Linked DNA regions of Mus musculus: region 1 is linked to region 2. Evidence: chromatin contacts called from public Hi-C data. All regions are on one chromosome and are shown on one strand. The core of a region is the stretch at or near the end of the contact, and the rest is flanking DNA. Distances in the headings are between cores, read along the strand shown.

What was found. A called contact is a pair of places that touch in the nucleus more often than the background predicts.
Region 1: a contact with region 2 is called in a Hi-C map of uterus, with 5 times the contacts expected there. The contact joins two enhancer-like sites. A contact is called at or near these places in 6 of 484 Hi-C or Micro-C datasets (the C2C12 cell line, adipose-derived mesenchymal stem cells, brown adipocytes and 3 more) and 1 of 9 other capture datasets (adipose tissue).

What each region holds. Positions count from the first base shown.
Region 1 is chr13:29,573,551-29,576,250 of GRCm38.p6, forward strand. All of the region lies in intron 9 of Cdkal1 (CDK5 regulatory subunit associated protein 1-like 1), which reads right to left. Among named protein-coding and RNA genes, the nearest start is that of Cdkal1, 280 kb to the right of the region's middle. Within about 2 kb of position 1,416, at least 21 of the 459 cell types and tissues checked have an H3K27ac peak or open chromatin away from gene starts, as enhancers often do. A contact at or near this core is called in embryonic fibroblasts and uterus, where this site is marked.
Region 2 is chr13:29,502,226-29,504,925 of GRCm38.p6, forward strand. The region is part of intron 11 of Cdkal1 (CDK5 regulatory subunit associated protein 1-like 1); the gene reads right to left. Among named protein-coding and RNA genes, the nearest start is that of Cdkal1, 350 kb to the right of the region's middle. Within about 2 kb of position 1,401, at least 102 of the 459 cell types and tissues checked have an H3K27ac peak or open chromatin away from gene starts, as enhancers often do. A contact at or near this core is called in embryonic fibroblasts and uterus, where this site is marked.

The sequences.
Region 1 (2,700 bases), core at 166-2,665, 71 kb after region 2:
GAGTTGGTCAGTCCGCCTGCAACCAGCACGCCAGTGCACTCCAGGAGAACTGCAAACACCTTATGTACCTAAGAGGTTAGACCCAGATTTTGAATTCCTGTTATTTTCTAGAATGTTAATTTCTCTGAAAGTGTTCCTTAATCTAACACCACTCACCTGATAAATAACCTGATACCCAGTGCTCAAGTCACCTTACCACACATGCCTTGAACATAAGCTAGGCACCTGACTCAAGAAATTAACTAAAAGTAGTCAAAAGAATTAAAGCCTCAGACTGAAGCAGTCCACAGGAAATTCGGCAGCCTGAGTAGCATCATCACCCTCTCTGCATGGCAGCCTGTCATCTCTTCTCACACACTGACAAGAAATGCACTTCCATGTGACCAACTGCACAGGGACACTGAGGCGAACACTCATCCAATCTCAAGACAGGCCCTTGGCACTTTGGGCATGCTCTGAAAGTACCCCTACCTCCTGGTGGCCATATTTCCTAATTACTGAGTCAATCAGTACAGGTAGGGTTTAACAAACTCTCAGCATGTGCCAGTCTACTCAGATGCAAGCATGCAACAGACTTCTAAGCATCCATATTCTAAGGCACTCTTTTCATGGGAAGAACTATCTTGACCATACAGTCCCTTAACAATTAAAAATAAGAATAGTGTAGGAAGTATGGGTAACAAACACAAATAATAGTGGTTTTGTTATTTCCACATTCCACGGAAAAGAATGTGAATCTTTGAAACTATTTGGAGATTTATAATCTTGTAAATATGATGAGAGTCTGAATCAAGGAATGGAAGAGGAATTTAAGATCTTCTAGTGCTGAGACACTTGTCAGTCAAGGATGAACCTGATCTGCCCACTGGGGACTCCGGTTGCTTCAATCCACTGTGCCCCTGCTCCTCTTCAAACCGGTATCCGACCCACTTTCCACTCTTTATTCTTATGCTTCCATCTCCAAGTCTAGTCCTAGGAAGAGCATCAAACCAGATGTGCCCAGGCTTGGCCTGTCTCACCACTGCAACAGCCTGGACAAATCTAGTCTGGACACCTAAGTAAGATGCTTCACTGTTACCTTTTAAGATGACTGTTGTGAGCTAGCCACTAATAACTAAAAGGAACCTTGCAGGAATGACGACTGATACAGTACTACACGGGGCTAATGAGAAAACTGCCAATGACTCTGCTACACAAAACATTCAGCTCTGTAAAGCACTGAGAGCTGAATGGCACTGACACCCAGTGTGGCTAAGAAAAAACAGTGGATTCTGAGTGGAACCCCATCTTCTTATCACTGTTTAATACTGAACTTTCTGTTGTTGGTGGAATCCAGGTCACATTCTTGGGCCACTGGAACATCAGTTCTCTGAGTTCTCTCATGGTGAAGTCATTTTCATGAGGTTGGAAATCCCCCACATTATAGAATGTTCAAACAAGGCTGGGGAGCCAGAGGACGCTACTGCTGCCAAGGCTGCAGGATTCTAAGTGCTGATAACAAATGAGCACTCACAGAAAGCAGAGAGAGGGCTCACTGGGTCCCAATCACAGCTCACTGTAAGGGCTGATGTGAATTCATGGCTACTGAAGAGACAAACAGCTTTCCTCTCTCCTGGAGCAACTCATGACTACTGATATTTTAGTTCAATTACTTCTCAAATAAAATCCAGGTTAAAGTAAGCACCATACTGCTACTAGACAATTCCAGAGGGTAGACATGGAGGTGAGTGCTAAGCACTGGTGCTGGCCTCAGCATCTTGCATGGATAAATACAATGAAGGTACATAGATCACTTTGCTATTGCTCCTTTCCAAAGCAACACTTTAGGTAGATCCCCAGTGCAAGCTGCATACAGAGCTATAAATATGAGAAGCAAAGAAACTGAAAAATGGTCTCCAGGCAAAGCAAACAAATTGCATTCATATGCCTGAAAAACAACAGTGGCATGCACACAACTTCACAGCACCACCATATAGAACACACAAAGTTTGTCAGCCTGGCCTTTTTCATGGGATGCACAAGAAGCTTGCAGCACACCACTCAGGCAGGAAGAAAGCTGACTGACTGGCGGCAGCAACAGCAAAAGGGCAGGCAAAGTTAAAGTCATATTAACTATGCAGCTCGTTTGGCTTTTTAAAATTCCTTTTCCTTAGCTTAGCTTGAGAAGAGGTTTGCATCAGGTAAAGCTCACGTAGTTCAGATGGTCCTGTCTTCACATGTTCAGGCTGCAAGAACAAAATACTTAGTCTGCTTATTTTGCACTTTCTTGAAGGCTGAGAAATCAAAGATCAAAGTGGCCACAGACTTGGTGCTCGTGGTGCTGGCCCTTTTCTCAGATGAAACAACTGTGCATGTCCCTCCTGTAGTAGAAAAAGGACAGGAGCTAAAGCTCCCTCAAGCTTTGTTATAAGGGCACTGATACAGTGCACGGCAGGAGTTCATGACCTCAGCACTTCTCAAAGGCTCCTCTTTTCATACTATCTTGGGGATTAGGTTTCCCAATATGGATTCCAGAAGGACACAAATACTCACAGCGTAGAAAGTAATTCAATCTCTTAAAATGTGCATGGGAACACTGTGATCGAGGGAACACTGTGATCGAGGGAACACTGTGATCCAGGGAACACTGTGATCGAGGGAACACTGTGATCGAGGGAACACTGTGATCCAGGGAACACTGTGATCGAGGGAACACTGTGA
Region 2 (2,700 bases), core at 151-2,650:
AGATGCTACTTTCACGAACAAGGACACAAGAGTTTTCAGATCAGTCATTATCACACCTCTCCCCTGTGCCCATCAAGAGCTTCTTGAGTGTGCCCCAGGCCACACTTGGGGTGTGAAGGATGATGAGAGGCTAATGTCTAAGTGGCACCTGTGGGCAGCGGGTGGATGAAGTGGCCCTTTGTGGCAAGTCCCAGCCTATGGCTGAGGTGTTGCTTTGGTTCTTGCAGAATTATCCATAAACTGCATAGAAAAGCTTCAGCGTGGCTAATGTGAACATGGAGGAATACCATCAAAAGGAAAGACTTGGGAACCAGAAAGACAGCTCTAGGGGCATCAAAGTGTTCAACTTCTTCAGCCAGTTTCAGCCATAGAGCAAATGCTGATGGCACAGGGGCCATTGGAGGACAGCTGGACCACTAAGTAAGTACCCTACTAAGTAAGCAGCCAGGCTGCATGGAAGCTGGAAGGCCAGAGGGTGAGGGGGTCAGGAAAAGGATGAGCAGGAAAGGAGGGGAGAGAGCTGAGGCATGCCAAGAAGGTTCTGAGCACCACCAGTATTAGTAGCTATCGTAAATGGACAACATAATTCATGAGGTCATGTCCAATCACAGATAAAGATACCCAAACAACCCCGAGTGTCTGGAAAGGAAACAATTTTCTCTGATAACATCTTCCTTAAGACTGCGTATGTGTCTGGTTTTATACACCGGCTGTCTCAGTTTTTCTCCACAATGAATTCCTGGAAAATGCATCATGAAAGTCTGCCTTTCCTCACAGGAATAATAAAAACATGGACTGCTGCTCTCCTGTCTGTGACTCAGCATGGAACAAACTGTGATAAGACCACAACTATACCATAAAAGCAAAGATATAACAATAACCCACACAATCCTGGGAAACTCAAACAACAGCCTCCAAGTCATTAAAGGGAGCATTGTAGAATGCAGGGGACCTCTGAGTTTGCTCAAGTCCTGCCACTCAAAAGGTGAGGCTAACACTGAACCAAGAGAAATCAGTTTATTTCAAATCTAACAGTTAGGCTTCTTTCTGACATTTAACTGGAAAGCTGTCAACCTACTTCAAAAGAATTGCCCCACGTGGGCTAAAATTGATGTAAGTATGCAGAGATGTACAGTGAACCCACAAAACAGTAAGATACAAATGTGCCCGATTGTTTTATATCATCCAACATTTATATATTAGCTATAATAATAGCATACATATACTTCTATTTAATTGTACACTGTAACCTGTGGCTATGGCCTCCACCGCAAAAGCAAGGAAAAGAGAAAAAAAAAAAAAAGAAGAAAAGAAAACAAAAAAAGAACTCACGCAGAACCCTTAGGAGCTGCTAGCAAGTTGGAAAGAATCCAAGTGTTTCCTCAGGAGGAATGACTAAGCAAAGGAGTGAGCTGATACTATGTTATATAACTTCTAAGCAGTGATTGCTGTATGAAAAAGCCCCACTGAGACCCAAGGAAGCATTCTAAAGAGGAGAGGTCACTTTTGGTGACACAGTCTCCCTTTAGTCATTCATGCTCTCATAATTAACACCTTTCCCACACTCACAACTAAGCAACTACCTACCTAACTGAATACTGACGAGATAATCCTGAGCTCAGGACTTTCTGGAAACTGCCTCAATGCCTAAATGAGTCTGTCAGAGCTGCACAGTCTAATGCCAGCCCTCAGGCTGCTTTAGAGTCCATTCTAGACAAGAAAATTGCTTCAAATGTTTGGATGTTCAGTTGACTTGTTTCCAAAGTTATTCTACATCACATAACTGTGAAGTCTACACTAGCAATACGAATATAGGAAAATGTATTTATTTTCTTGATGAAAATATAACTGCCAAACTTGTTATTCTATTATCTTTGCCACCATTACTTAGCAATCAGTAAGAAAGAGGTCACATGTCAATATTCCCAAACCTTTCTTCCCTACACAAACATCTCACCATGTGACTGAGAAGTGATGAGCCCAGAGTGGACGTGCTCCCATTTATGCCACACAGAAGCTGAGCAGGTGTGGTCCATGGTGTATCAAACACCGAGTGCCACCCTGTTTATGGTGTCTAGTCTGTCTTAAAACCTACAGGGCACCGTACCATAAATGAAAACCCAACTGCAAAGTAAAACCCAAATCAGGAATATTTTTGGGCAAATACTATTTGGAGGACAGAATTTTTGCTACTGGAGAATAGAGGTATGTACAAATAAGGAGCCAATTAGTCAGAAGATTTAGAGACTAAAGTTTATGAGATGAGAAGGGTTGACTGACAAAGAGAATCATTTGATTTATGTGCGTCAAGACTTGGGCATTCTGGTTTTTGAACATACATTCATTTACAGAGAAAGCACAAAGGCTGTTCCTATCAAAACACTGCTGCTCAGTTCTCCCGAGACTCATGGGAGAAGGTAAATTAATAATCCCACTGGAAGGACTTGGTCCTTCCCAGAAAGGACATCTTTTTGTCTGTTCATCAGACAAAAACTGAGCAAATGTACTTTACAAGGACTTTATATCACCTGAGAGGAAAGCACGGACAACAGTTCCAGAAACCTAACACGTTTCCATCAGTGTGTGTATGTACAATTGATAAAATTTGCTATTACTAACGTTCAAAGGCCAATGGCAGAAACAAATTAAATCATAATTTATCTCCAGACTCTAAAAAGAAAACTTCCTTAAAGCAAACTG